Regions from separate parts of the Mus musculus genome. Here region 2 is linked to region 1. The links are chromatin contacts, called in public HiCAR-type maps. All regions are on one chromosome and are shown on one strand. The core of a region is the stretch at or near the end of the contact, and the rest is flanking DNA. Distances in the headings are between cores, read along the strand shown.

Evidence for each region. HiCAR-type assays count read pairs that join an accessible place to other places.
Region 2: a contact with region 1 is called in a HiCAR-type map of astrocytes, with 5 times the contacts expected there. The contact joins two enhancer-like sites. A contact is called at or near these places in 1 of 484 Hi-C or Micro-C datasets (nephron progenitors), 3 of 115 datasets of contacts at active chromatin or transcription factors (astrocytes and neural progenitor cells) and 1 of 9 other capture datasets (embryonic tail).

What each region holds. Positions count from the first base shown.
Region 1 is chr10:92,328,768-92,336,299 of GRCm38.p6, forward strand. All of the region lies in intron 2 of Gm20757 (predicted gene, 20757), which reads right to left. Among named protein-coding and RNA genes, the nearest start is that of Gm20757, 43 kb to the right of the region's middle. Within about 2 kb of position 4,879, at least 70 of the 459 cell types and tissues checked have an H3K27ac peak or open chromatin away from gene starts, as enhancers often do. A contact at or near this core is called in astrocytes, where this site is marked.
Region 2 is chr10:92,552,508-92,559,620 of GRCm38.p6, forward strand. No RefSeq gene overlaps it. Among named protein-coding and RNA genes, the nearest start is that of Gm25884, 69 kb to the left of the region's middle. Within about 2 kb of position 4,479, at least 33 of the 459 cell types and tissues checked have an H3K27ac peak or open chromatin away from gene starts, as enhancers often do. A contact at or near this core is called in astrocytes, where this site is marked.

The DNA of each region.
Region 1 (7,532 bases), core at 3,629-6,128:
CCATCAAATAGCCTCAGGTCACACAGGTAGAAGGTATGACTCAAGATGCTAACTGGGAAAGCTGGCTCTAGAATACAGGCTAGGTATGATGACTGCTTACAGAATGGGAGTAGTGAGAGCTGACTTCTGCTGGTGACTTCCCCTGTGCCAGTCACTGTGCTGAAAGCAGGAGACACAAATCCCTCATCTTTCTGCCAAGTCAACAGCATGTATCTTTTCCATCATGGGGTGAAGAGTTAGAGTGTAAAGAGCTGAGTCCTTGGTCCAAGGTTGCACAGCTGGCAGCTGACTTTACACACTGATGCTCTGCCCCCTGTGCTCACAGCCCCATTGTCATCTCTGTCTGTACAAGAGACTTTAGTCAGAAAGAACACAGAGGTCAAGAAAAGTAAAGATGGCTTGGGAGAGAAGAGAGGACTAAGCTGCAATCTCAGGTTTGGCTGTATTTGAATAAGCAAGTGGGACAGAGTAGATTCTGTTTTATTTGGTTCATAAAAGTGCTTTCAATTACTTCATCCTTTTCTTCCTCCCCAACCCTCTTCCTCTTTCTTATTTGTGTCTGTCTTATTTCAATACCTTTAAAAAGTCTAGAAATTACTTATAAAGTATGGGTTTGTAGCTTCCAAAAATGCAGGAGACAGGTCACCGCCATCCCATCCATCAGCATCTCTAGGTGATGGCCCGTCGAATCCAGTTCTCTGGTTTCCTAAGCTTCCCATCATGCCTTAGTACTTGCAACCACCTGAACAGGGCAGCATAGAATTCCCATATCTGAGAAAGCAGAAGGACCTAGCAGATATCACCAGCATGCGGGGTTGTGTGGGTTGTGCGTGCCCAAGGATGTGCAAACTCACTCAAAAAGAAAAAGTAGGAGAGTAAGAAGTAAGAGATGGTGATAGCAGTAGCTAAGTCCAGCCTGCACCATCAACTACAGCAAGGCCATAGCAGGTACAGTGCAAGGAAAGTTACAGGAATGACTCCCCTCTGAAGCTGGAGCCCTGGGTACTTCATTTTAAAAACCAAGATGGGGAGAGAGAGATCACATGGGGAAGAAGTGCCAAAGATGAGTAATGCCAAAATTATGTTGTAAAAACCCAGTGGGAAACAACGGGGGGGCCTTGGGCCAGGAGTCTCTGTTTCTGTTGCTTCTAGAGAGAAACATTTAGCACCCTGACTGGTTTTACTTACTTAAAACTGTCTCTGGAAGAGTAAACAGGATGGGGAAAGGTGATGTTTTGGCTAGAGGGTGAGATGGCAAAAAAGACAGTCTTTACCACTTCACAGCTGGGGGCAATTAAGCAGGACAGCCTGGACAAATCAAGAAATGTCACAGGATCTGGCTCAAATAGCCTCAAGCTATCAAAGACTTTTTTTTCCCTTTTCCCCCTCTTCCACACAGTCAGTAGATTTCTGCCCACTCCTTGTCAATTCCTGTACATTTAATAAGATGGAGGGGGTGGGAGCCGTCCGCATAGTACTGGGCACATAGCAGCTGCTCAATAAATGTGACTCTGTGTCTGGGCCTGAATAGAGACAGACAATTTCAGTTTGCCAATCTGTATTGCTGTCAGGTCTGTGAGACGAACTTGGGCTGTAATAGATTCTGTCCTTTGAGGGTATTGCCGCAGCTCGAGAGGAAGGATATCACTAATGAGGAGGCGCCGCCACAAGAGGAAGGGGATGAAAGAGCCCCTTTCGCTTTCATTCTTACGGAGAAATAATTGCCTAGGAATTGCATAAACTTTCCCAAGTTGAAAAAGAATATCATACTTTAAATTCGTTCTAAAGTGCGTGATCTAGTGACCGTGTTTTTACCCTGAGTTGAGTCATTTGGCACAGTAAATGCAATTACAACCAAAGTCAATATACTCTTTTCTCCTGCATATTCCTTTTTATCAGTAGGTCTCAAAGGAGTGGTAGCACTATGGGTTTTAAAGATGCCTTCCTGGCCATCATAAGCTATGGAGAAGGAAAGAATTTCTTCTTCCATGTTAATTTTTGAATAGGAATAGGATAATAGGGTGGAAAGAACATTGATCTGATGCATTAAAGCCACTGACACTAACCCTACCATGTGCAGAGACTCTGGGAATGTCCTTTACTCTCTAGGTCTCTGCTTAGATGAGCTATGTGAGTTCTAAGTCTAGTTGACCATCATAGTCAGCTAGAGGGGCCCCTAGAAAACTTCCTGTGCACCCACACAAAAAAACTCAGAATTTGGAAAGATGAGACTCAAGCCATGCCCTAATTCAAGGGCCATATATTCCCACTAAGTGCTGAGCTCACAAGACTATGGGCTGGTGGGACACCAGCAGCCTTCTCTTGGGTGATTCAGGCTCTGGGGAACTTGGCTAGCTCATTCATAACGAGGCTCAACTAGAAACTGCCTAATGAGAGCTAGGCTCCACGGGCTCCACTCAGCTGTAAGCCATGTGTACTGCATTCTACCAGAGATCAAAAGTCATGCCCATTTTGACTGGATTCTCCTGACACTAACAGAGGAATCTGGCTGACTTGGTGGCTTGAAGTTGCCATGTGTATTAATATAAAATTGGCCCAAACAAAGATTTGGTTAATAAAAGAGGGAAGAGTATGTTGTTCTAATAGAAGTCAGTAGGAAGGCATACTTATGTCTGAAGAACAATCCAATCCACCTGTGTGTCTGTGTCTATGTGTGTGTTTCTCTGTCTGACTCTGTCTGACTCTGTCTGTCTCTGTCTGTCTCTGTCTGTCTCTGTCTGTCTGTCTGTCTCTCTCTCTCTTTCTCTCTCTCTCTCTCTCTCTCTGTGTGTATATAGAGAGCCCAAGTTGGCATGCTGTGACCACTCATGACAAAACATCTAGCACTGTAGACCATCCTAAAAGCTGTGAAGTATCTGTGCCTCCTGCCACAAGCTTTCCATTTTTTGTGAGACTTACTTGGTGTGATAGACTCAGCCTTGTGGGCTTGTCTACTACCATGTGTATGTGTGCAAAGTCTTATATAGTGTAGGCATTTGGTATATCATGATCTCACATGTGCATGTGTCTAGCATATAGGATGATATAGTATAGTATAGTATAGTATAGTATAGTATAGTATAGTATAGTATAGTATAGTATAGTATAGTTTATAGTCACTTACTTTCACAGTCCTATCTCTCATTCAGTAAGTCACAAAGTCAGGAGATGGATTCTCGCCGCTTCTTTAACAAGTTCTCTCCTCGGGAGAGTTGACAGGGATATATCCCTTAACAAATAATTCTAAAACTAATCACCAGAATTTGGCATATTGATCTCTCCAAGGCATTTGGACATACTATGGGCACTTTTAATGCCCACAACCACCCTATGAGAGGTGCCTGCTGTTATCATAACCAATTTAAAGATGAAAAAAATAAGATAAAAACTAACAGGTACTAAGTTGGCAGATCTTATATTTGTACATGCTCTTCCAGCTCACGTGACGTGACAGAAGCCAGGAGTAGCTATCATCCACAAAGCTCCGCCTTTGATCACACTTCTGTCACCCACAACCACCCACATGCCACCAAGAAGCTAAGGACAGAGTGAAGTTGCTCGTCTCTGAGATCAGAAGCTTCTGCTGGGGCTGGTCTGCCTTGTTAGGCTCTAGACCCAACATGCCATCACCTCCCCAAATTTGCTTGACACAGCCTACGGCTGTCACCTTAGGTTCAGTCTTTCTGATAGCCCGTTGGAGTCTTTGATTTCCAGCTAGTTCTGAGTTCCTACCAAAACTTACCTCACTTCTCAGATCCCTCTTCTGGCTCAGTTCTGCCTATGCCCTGATGAAAACACAATCTTTTCTGACCCCTTGGAAACATAGGCTGCTTCTATGTGTATCAAGAGTTCTATAACGAAATCACAAGCTGGACCCTTTAGCTAAAATTTCAACTATATTATTAATTCCCTTTGTTTATAATTCTTAAAACGTAGTGGGTAAGGGGGGGTCCTAGTTCAGAGTACAGAGGCTTAAGGTGAGCAGTGGATCTCTCTCTGAGAACCGTTATGAGGGATCACCCTTCTCTAGTCCACTCACTGATACTTCTGCTTCACCTGGTTTCACAACATTTTAACTGCAGCAAAAATGGAATGTGTGTGTGTGTGTGTTATTTTGGTTTGTTTTAGTTTGGTTTTGGTTTTGTGCAAGGCTTATTCCCCAAGTCCTTGTGCAAGATGGAGCACAATAAATACAGTTTGAATCTAACTTGGGCAAGAAGCTATGCTAGCAAAGAAAGCAGAAAAAAATAGAAGAGCCAGGCAGGGGGTGGGGGTGGGGGAACCAGCACCACCCACCTTCCCCAGACCCTCCGCCCCTAGAGAGACAAACAGAGAAAGCCTGTGCACGTATGCTGTCAAGAGGAGCCCTGGATTCCCAGGAAACCCCAGAGGAGAGAGCAGCTGCTTTTGTTTCCTTGGAGGCAGAGCCCAGTGGGGAGTAGGCTTGAAGGGAGCCAGGAGGACAACGGTAGCAAGGCATTCCCTGGTGTTTTAATGAAGCAATTAGAGCTCCAGGGTTTGAGGCTGCCAGGACAGGAGGGGCCTCCATAGTAGACTCACTTGCCCAGCCCCCTCACTTTACAAAGGCAGTAACTGGGGTCCCTAGAGGGGAGAATGATTTGCCCAGAGTGATAGTGCCATCAGGGAAGGAATTACAATCAGAGATCTTTGACATCCTAAGTAACTCTCCCAACACAGGGCTCAGGCCCAGGCAAGGTGACAGAGTAGTATTTTCATAGCATCCTGCATGCATCTGCCAGAATGTACAGACCAAGTTCAAGAGGGGCTGTGCTGAAAGGGAAGGCAGGGTAGGGGTGAAGAGCAGCAGAGAGAGTGAGGAGGACTGGCTCAGCCACCAAGCTCAGCCACCACATAGCTGTAGCTGGTGTCCTATTCATGACACTTTGAGCAAACATGTTATTTTTCTTCCTTGCTGACAAGTGGAGAGTCTAAGATGCCTTGAGTTTGGCTTTCTAAATCTGCCCTCCAAGCTGGGAGGCCACCAAGCCCCAGAATGTTTTCTTAGTACTCAACAAGCCAAAAAAAATCTACTAACAAAGGGCAGAAAAAAGGACCTGAACAATGTGGTTTGCCTAAAGCCCCTCCAGTTCGACTAAGTGTCCCAGTGTCACACAGTTTCCAGGAGCCTTCTTAGGCCCCTAAATGGCCTCTTTGTCTCCCATAGAAGCCTCAGAAATGTGCATCTTTGCTGTTTTCCCTTAAAAAAAAAATCATCACAAAAGAACGTTCACCAGAACCTGCCCCAGAGGAGCCTCTGCCTACATCAATAGGGGCAGAAGCCAAAGTGAACCATGTTGGCAGTTTGCCAAGTGTACTCCCGACCCCGACCTCCACTTGCACATGCCACAAACCATAACCATAAGCCATGAGAAGATAACAACACACGGAGACAGAAAGCAACAGATCTCACCAGCATCAAATAGCCTACGTCTCCATGTAGGGACCCTTGGGTAAGAGTTTCAAGGTCCAGGGTACACCCTCTGCTTTGGGCTTCTTTTCCATCTTTTTCTAGGGGAAAGAAGAAATGTGTATTTCTAGGGAATCACACCCTTTATCATAGCTGCTTCGTCAACAATCCAATCTCTAATATATAGGGTATTGGTGTGTATCAGAAAGATGAAACCCCTTATCGCAGGACAAGCTCTCTAGCAGCGATTTAACTTCCATAGACTTTCCTGGATGCTTCTTGGCTACCGTTTCCTGTATTTCTTCTTTTCTTTTCTTTTTTTTTTTTTAAAAACATATTCCTTTTTTTTAAAGATTTATTTATTTATTTATTTATTTATTTATTTATTTATTTATTTATTTATTATATGTGAATACACTGTAGCTGTCTTCAGACACTCCAGAAGAGGGCATCAGATTTTGTAACAAATGGTTGTAAGCCACCATGTGGTTGCTGGGATTTGAACTCAGGACCTTCGGAAGAGCAGGCGGTGCTCTTTAACCTCTGAGCCATCTCACCAGCCCCATTTCCTGTATTTCTGAAGTTGCCATATTTAGGAAAAAGCTACAGATATAGTTTCCTCTAATCTTGTATTTCCTAATTAAAACTATAGGTAAGGAAACTTTTCTAATTATCTTTTCTATAATGGATCCTTGTAAATACTTCTTTGCTCTCTGTTACAGGATTCACCCTCCACTGAAGACAGAACAGAAGAATTCACCAAAAGGGGAGATCCATTCCATAGCAACTTTTACAGGAAGCCCCATAGTGGGACTGAGCCCTTCATCCATATTTATGAAGCGCCAGCACTTAGAGCATAGCTGAAAGAAATACTTCTTAACTTGAAGCTGTTGTAAAACACAGACTGTCTGTTGCCCTGTGAGTACCTTGGATATGTTCTTAAGAAAGAGGTTTCTTCTTTATAGTTGTCAAATGCCAGCTAAGCCGTCTTCGAGAATACAAGTTGGATAATCCAAGAGTGTGAGATCCAAGCACCAGTGAGGGTCAGTTTACAAACAGTGCTAAGCCCACTTCCCGGCCCCACCAGAGAGGGCTTTGTCTTCATCACCTAAGCACCTTCTGTCAAGTACATGCACATTTGCCCTTGGGGGCAGGAAACCAGGGCATTATGTTGGCTGGGACTTCTATGAGTCATAAGAATGAAATGGCTAAGGAGGTACAATGTGTGAGGCACAGATTCTCTTTGATGGCCGAAAAACAGTTCAAGTATGGGAGAGCGTTGCCAGGTCTCTCTATCTCTCATTCTCACCCCCCTGTCTCTCTCTCTCTGTCTCTCTTTCTCTCTCTCTCTCTCTCTCTCTCTCTCTCTCTCTCTCTCTCTCTCTCTCTCTCTCTCTCATGCCCAGCCCCCACAATCCTTCTCCTATTTAAAAACAAAAAAATCCCAGATGTTCTCTGGCTTAGCTTTCCAAGTTAGAAAAAAAATAAATACAAATGCCAACCCAAGATTTCAACCAACACTTAAAATCACTTAGAATACCTTGCTATGGTGTTCTACAATCTCTTATCCAAGCCCCAGGATCAGGAATTCAAGATCATTCTTTAACTAGACAGTGAGTTCATGAGTTTGAATCCAGCTCAGGATATGTGAGACCCTGTCTCAGAATCGAAACAAAAACAAAAACCCAAACTCCACGTAGTTTTCCTCAGAATTTGTAAGAGTTCATCGAACCAAACTATCAAAAACTATTAATTTATCTCACATTACATCTAGCACCAAAGTGTGTGAAAAACTAATTAAGAACAGAAGTTGCAAAAACATCAAAAAGAAAAGCAAAAACAATATAATCACAATCATTATACTATGAGAAGAATTGGGAGCAAAAGTTACTTTCAATCACTCTATAAATAATTTCTTCCATCTCTAGACCGATAGATGGGCACTTCTTTAAAAAGCCAAGAACCAGAATAACAGCCAAAGACATCTGTTCGTCTCCTCCTTCAACGAGTGCAGATGGAGACTCCTACATGGTCTGGGAAAGAGGAATCGGTCATGCTCATTAGCCTGGGTAGATTTGGGTTTCAAATAATGAGCTAAATGGAG
Region 2 (7,113 bases), core at 3,229-5,728, 220 kb after region 1:
AGTCCAAGTCCAAAACTACTGATATACTCACCATATAGAATAGTAATGATGAGAACATGCTCACGACACTAAGTATAACATGCTAATGTTATACTATAGATGTCAGATATATCTGCAACTAACTGTGGGACATATATGACACTACTGAACCTCTGCATCTATATTTAAGTGCATCGCCACCCCATTCTATGAAATATATACATAATACTTACACCATGACTTAAGGAGAAAGAGATGAATGAAGTTAAGAGGGGAGAAGAAAATATATACCATAAAGTGAGTATGATATAACTTTCTGAGTGGTGACTTCATTCTGTATCTTCTTTTCTTCATTCTGGTCCATTCTCTGTACTACTACACTGTGACAAATTTAACAGTGCATCAGAAGTAGAACCTACATCTAACCAACCAGTTATGCATGCTATATACCACCTCACACAGCGTCCATGGCCAATGGCATTGCTGACAGTGTAACCAACACAGCAGATCTATCTCTGCAGTGAATTTTTGGCAATTAAGAGCTGATTATCTAGTCTTAAATTGCATATAGCCATACATTCTGTATTTCCTTCCCTAATCAAATTAGCATCTCTTCCATATCTCTCCATGACAAGAAGCAGAAGACCAAAACTGACAAGGTAGGAGTCATCCATCACTTTGCTTACTCTGAGGAGCTACTGATGATTAGGTTCACTCTGGTGCTCTAAAGCTACAGAAAAAAACACTTCTCGCAGTAAAATGCCTTGTCTTCTCATTTAAGAATAGACTTGTGCTATTTGGCTTGACCTTGTTCTTAAGATTTAGAAGGCTTAGTGGGATTTGTCATATTGTCTTCCTCTAGTGTCTAAACTTGATTTTCATTAGTACTATTTTTTACTTCCTTTCTTCACAAGTATGTGTGAGTATGTATGTATGTATGTATGTATGTATGTATGTATGTATGTATGTATGTATGTATGTATATAGGCACATATGTACATGTAGATACCAGAAGAGTTTGTGTTGAAAAAAAGTCACTAACTAAATATTACCTCTGAAATGGTTTTTCAGTGGTCTCTCATCAGTTAAGCCAGGACTCCACCCCTTAAGCTCCCCTCCTAGCCCTTTAATTTTAGAATTCTATGCTAATAAGTATTAGTATGTTCTAATGCATTTTTCTTTTAAAAGAAACATTTTTAGAAGTCTCATGCTTTGTCTCACCTATCTCTCATGCCTTATTGATAGAGAAGCCTTATTTTATAGATGGGAAAACTTACAAAAAAGTCCAGAGGGACAAAACAAAAGTGAAACGCACAAGTTTTTAGAGTGAGGCAGAGTTTGAACCCAGGCTTTGCTCTCTGGCTTTTCCTGGAGCCCTTGGACAAGCTGCCCAATCTCCCTGCCCCTCTTCACCGGACTGTAAATCAGAAGGGATTCTAACAACATGAGGTACTACAGTGGATAATGCAAGGATGTGCAAAGTCACACACTGAGGGACAGATATGAGGTCATACCAAACCTTTCAGAGGGAGAGAAACTCCTTGAGACACTTTTTTTTTCTGCATAACTAAAACAACATACATCTCACGCTACTACAAAATGAATAACACAAAGGGTTATTGATGGATAGCTCTGGAGATGGTCCAGCCTCACCATTTAGTAGCTGTGAAGCCTGGGGCAAGTGCCATAATGCTTGGAGCCATATTGTCCTCTATTATACAGTGGAGATAATAATGGGGCTCCCTTGCTATGGCTTTGATGTAGACTATGTTGCACAGTGCCAGGACAATGTAGGCAGCTAATAAATATTACAGTGATCACTGCTGTGCGCTTCTTACTATCACTATACGGTATGCCAAGTGGACCAAAAAGCAATCCTATGCGATTTCTTTTCTAATATTTTACAACTCAGACTTTAGAAATAACTTAGCAATTTGTTCAAATGAATAGAAATTACAGAGAATTTAGTGTCAGGTGGAAATGCATATTCCTAAGGTAAGAAGTTTTGATAAATGTTTTCTTCCAGGTTTCTGGACAAATCTGTAACTGGTTATTAATAACTCTCTCTCTCTCTCTCTCTCTCTCTCTCTCTCTCTCTCTCTTCCCTCTGTGTGTGTGTGTTCTCTCTCACTCTTTCTCTGTGTGTGTGTATATATATATATATATATATATATATATATATATATATATATATATATATATGAGTGTGTGTATGTGCATATAGTATGTATGTATGTATGTATGTTTATATGTATGTAAGTCTGTGTGATATGTGCATGTGGAATTCAGAGGAAAACCTTGTGTGTCACCACCCAGGTTCTATCCACTTTTTCAGCATTTCAGATATTTACATTACAATTCATGACCGTAGCAAAATTGCAGTTATGATGAAGCAACAAAATAATTGTATGGCGGGGTGGGGGTGGGGTTAACCACAACATGAAGAGTTGTATTAAAAGTCGCAGCCTTCAGAAGATTAAAAGCAAGCCTTACCAAGGAGAGCAGGCTGGTTGGGGAAGGAGCCCTAGGGATCTGCCTCTCCAGCACTGGAGTCCCAAGTGTGTAGATACCATACTCGGCTTTTTGTTTATTTTAGGCTTGTTTTTGAGGAGGAGAATGCTTGGTTTGGTTTGGTTTGGTTTGGTTTGGTTTGGTTTGGTTTGGTTTGGTTTGGTTTGGTTTGGTTTGGTTTGGTTTGGTTTGGTTTGAGACAAGCTCTCATGTGTAGCTGCTGATCTGGAATATCCTATGTAGACCAGTCTGACCTTGAACTCATAGAACTCTCTCCTGCTCTGCCTCCTGAGTGCTGCATCAGGCCAGCTTCGGGCTTCTTGTGAACATGCATTTTGGGTCTAAAATTCAAGTCCTCATGCTTGTAAGGCAGACGCTTTACTGACTGAGTGAGCTATGCCCCTATCAGCACTTTTACCATGTAATTTAATAGAAACGAATCCCTTTTGTGCACAGGCTCCCAGGATTATTTCATAAATATTGACCTCAAACCCTATTTACACTCTCATTTCCACCTCTAATACAAACTTTGGTCCAAACCTAAGGTTTACATCATGTATTTAGATATGTTATGTCTTTAAGGTGAGAGGCAGGGTTAGGTGCTTGCAAAGTAAAGAGATTAAGTCAAATTACCTTCCATAACTAAAAATCAACTAAATTAAATTAATACATGACAACAGATTGAAGCACTGTATAAAATTATTGTCTCAAAAATGTATTTCATAAAAAGAACACAGACAGATTTTTTTTCCTCCAGAAAACCTGAAAGATGAAGGACCAGGCTAAGCTTGTACAATGAAAGGAAGGCAGCTATTTGTTTTCACAAGGGACTGTTGCATGAAAACAGATTCCTTCCCAAATTGAGCTTTGGGTGTGTTTGCATTGACTCTGCACTAAGAAGCCTGATTTGCATGGGCCACACATACTGAATAATTTGTGAAATTATGCTCCTGTCTAGAGCAAAGAAAAAGCCCGCTCTTTTTATTTATTTATTTATTTTTTCTTTTCGAGCGCCATTAGACTCATGTGTCTTCTAACAGATCTCTACAGTTTTAAAATAACAATCAGCCTGGATGTACTGGCCTTCATCAATTTGCAAGTGGGTCTGGTGACCCCCTCGGTACCTTCATTGCAACTGGAATGAAAAATGCAGGACTCTGACAGCCAGCATTGAGCATCACACAGAAAAAAATCTAATTAGCATTTCTGTGCTAATTAAAAGCAATGCTGGGTTAGTTCCAATATGCTTTTAAATGGAGGATATCTCCAATATCCAATATGCTTTTAAATGGAGGATGTCTCAAGAGAACAAAGTTGGTGGTAAAACGTGTTTCCAAAGGAAAAGCCCCTCGCAGACTTTCCTAAGCGATGGGATTTGCTGCTGTTATTTACGTCTCAATATAAGGGTGGACAACGTCGCTGTGACTTCTTTTAATCAGTTTTCCACTTTCACTCTCTCCTGCTTTGCAAGCGGTGGGGAATTCAATGTGTTTTTCTGCTTGCTTAAATCCTCTGACCGTCGGCTTTCACACAAAATTAATTAAGGATTTTCTAAATGGAGAACAGGCCATGAAAGACAGAAGCAGTTCGAGATTTGCAGTCTTTCTTTCAGACAGTGCAAAATACACAGTGTACCAAGCCACTCCAGCCTTTCCTGGAAAAGAAAAATTTAGAGGCAAACACCACCTTGTCTGAAACCCAACAGTTCTTTCAAATAAACAGATGACGGCTGCTGATTAAATACCTTTTTCAAACATTGCCCAATTATTCCAACTCACAAAGGTTCTACATGGTGTTAAATCTGATTTTCTTTCCAAGCAGAATGTCGGGGGGATCACGGGGAGGTGGGGAGAGGGGGAAGCTATTGTTCCACCACATTCCATTCCTGTTAAATCAACTTGATATACGCGATAAATTAAGTCTGCACTGCAGGTCAGTGAATTTCTATTAACTACTTATTATGGAAGAAAGGAAAGCAGTCTAGTCAAGAACTCTTACACATCAGCCGAAGCAAGCTGTCACTCTGTTTAACTTTCACAATAAATGGGCCTCTGTCTCACACATGTGAAAAAAAAGGAGGGGAAATCCCATCATTTAGCCTTTAAAGCTCTGATGGCCAATGTGCAAGAAGCTGAAGGAGTGACTGCTTTTCCCAACTTAAAAGGCTAGAAAGCTCTGGATTTTGATAAGATTTGCTGATTTATCAGGCCTCCATTCATAAACAGGCCTCCAGGGGTTTTGAAAGCATGGCCACCTGGTTGACATTTGTGTGGCCAGGACCACAAATCCACACCATCTGTTTCTTTCCGATCCAGTGACTGTAGGATAAAATAAAACCTTCCCCTTTGAGTAAGTCCCTAGAGAAGAAATGGCTCAAGTTTTCTCCATGGGAGGTGAATTGAGCCAGAATCTGGGAGGCCAACCTCAGAGAGAATGTCTGTGAGAGGATTAGAAGTGCTGAGGTGCAAAAACAAAAAAAAAACAAAAAACAAAACAAAACAACAAAAAAAAAAAGAGTCTGGGCCACCAGACACTGGGCTCTAAACACTGTGAGCAGGCCTGGGCTCCTCAGGGAAGAAGTTACAGGTGGAATGATGAGCAGTAACGAAGCATGCAGACCCTGTCCTTCCTGTGTGCATCTTGCAGAAGGTCAGACACCCGGGACAGAAGACTTCCTCCTGGGAGCAACTCCCTAGAAGGCTGGCTGTGCGTATGTGGCTCTAACCACTGTTGACAGTGTAGGTGCGACAGTGCCTGCTAACCCTTGCTGATGTCTTCCAATTCAGATCCCTAATAATTATTCCCAAAAGCCAAGGAGAATCCCAGAAAAGTGGGTGTGGGAATTAATGAGTGAGTTCATCAACCCAAATGTAAATAATTGAAATTGCAATAAAGTCCATGAAAGCAATCACACTCAGGAAAATAGAAAATCGCATAGGAAAATAGAAATGTTTGGGAAAACATATTAGGGTTTATGTTACAAATACATATGCACACACACACACACACACACATATTATAATTAATAATCACAATTTTTGAAAAAAGTGTTTCCTGAAAGAAACTCAAAGTAAAGACCATGATTTCTCAAATAAAAAATATAGTACATTAATTTTGTAGGTGAAATTAATTTCACTAATCTATTGAAAATACTATTTCAACATGTAACCAATATTAAAAAATGTATTAAATAGATGCATTGTACTCTCATTTCTGCACTGTCTTTAACACCTAGAATTTGCTACTTAGTATTTACAGTAAGGTTTCTGTAATAATATAGTGCCTATAATTATTCTCTGATAGGATTAGCCACAGTTTAAGGTCTCAGAGAATGAATGTTTGCTAATAAGATCCAAATGAGCAATGACAAAAGAAATGTCACTAGATTCATAGTTGAAATCAGAGATGGAAATACACAACCACACAGTCCCAGAATGAGCCACGACCTTCAGGTCAACAACCGACCACATCCAGGACAGTGTTCATTCTGCGGTGATACTGGCATACCACGTACTGTGCCAGCCATTGTCTAAAAGTCAATAAACGGACAGTATTTATTAATGATAATGAACAGCCAGGTTACTAATTCTTATGTGTACTATGATTTTAAAGTGAACTATTTACTGAAAATTTTTACTTTAAGACAGTTTGTCATGTTAGGGTTTTATTGCTATAAAGAGGCACCAGGACCAAGGTGACTTTTATAAGGAAGAACATGGAATTGGTCATGCTGTACAGTGCACAGTCATCATGGCAGGGAAGCATGGCAGCGTTCAGGCAGACATGGTACTGGAGGAGTCGAGAGTTCTACATCTTGATCCATAGGCAGAAGAAGGGGACTGTGTTCCACCCTGGGCAAGCTTGAGCATATATGAAACCTCAAAGCCCACCCCCACAGTGACATACTTTCTCCAACAAGGCCATACCTACTCCAACAAGGCGACACCTACTAATAGTGCTTCTCTATATGGGCCACTCATTCACACAGAGTCTATGGGGCCATACTTATTCAAATACCACACATGTATATTAGTCAAATTTTCTCACTGCTATGTCAAAACAAACTGCAATGACAAGTTAAGGAAGAAAGATTTTTATTTTGGCTCACAGTCCCATGGTACCTCCCATCATAGTAGGAAAGTCATGCAGCAGGCTGGTCACAATGAATCTACAGCCTTGAAGTAGAAGGAATGACTGCCAGTACTTGTTTGATTTCTCCTTTTACATTGTCCAGGTCCCCAAACCATGGAAATGATGACATCCACAGTGGAAAAATCTCTGCACCTCAATTAACCTGACAGTCCCTCACAGGTGTACAAAAATGTTCTTCCACTAGGTGGTTCTGGATCCCATCAAGTGGTTAACCATTGCACTGTGCTACACCTGCAGCAGCCTCACCATGCCTTGGTCAGCATGTCTTTTGAGTGCAGTTATCCTGTGTCCGTGGTTTCCTCCTATGTGGTTTTATTCTTCCTGGCCTTAGAAACAATAGTCTATATCATGTACATAGGTGTCTTACAGCTTAAAGCTCAATGGTCTATACCACTTTGGGTATGAATGCACACTATGAGGTTCATGCAAATACAACACCACCGAATGATGCATTTCGCTGAATTGTCCTGA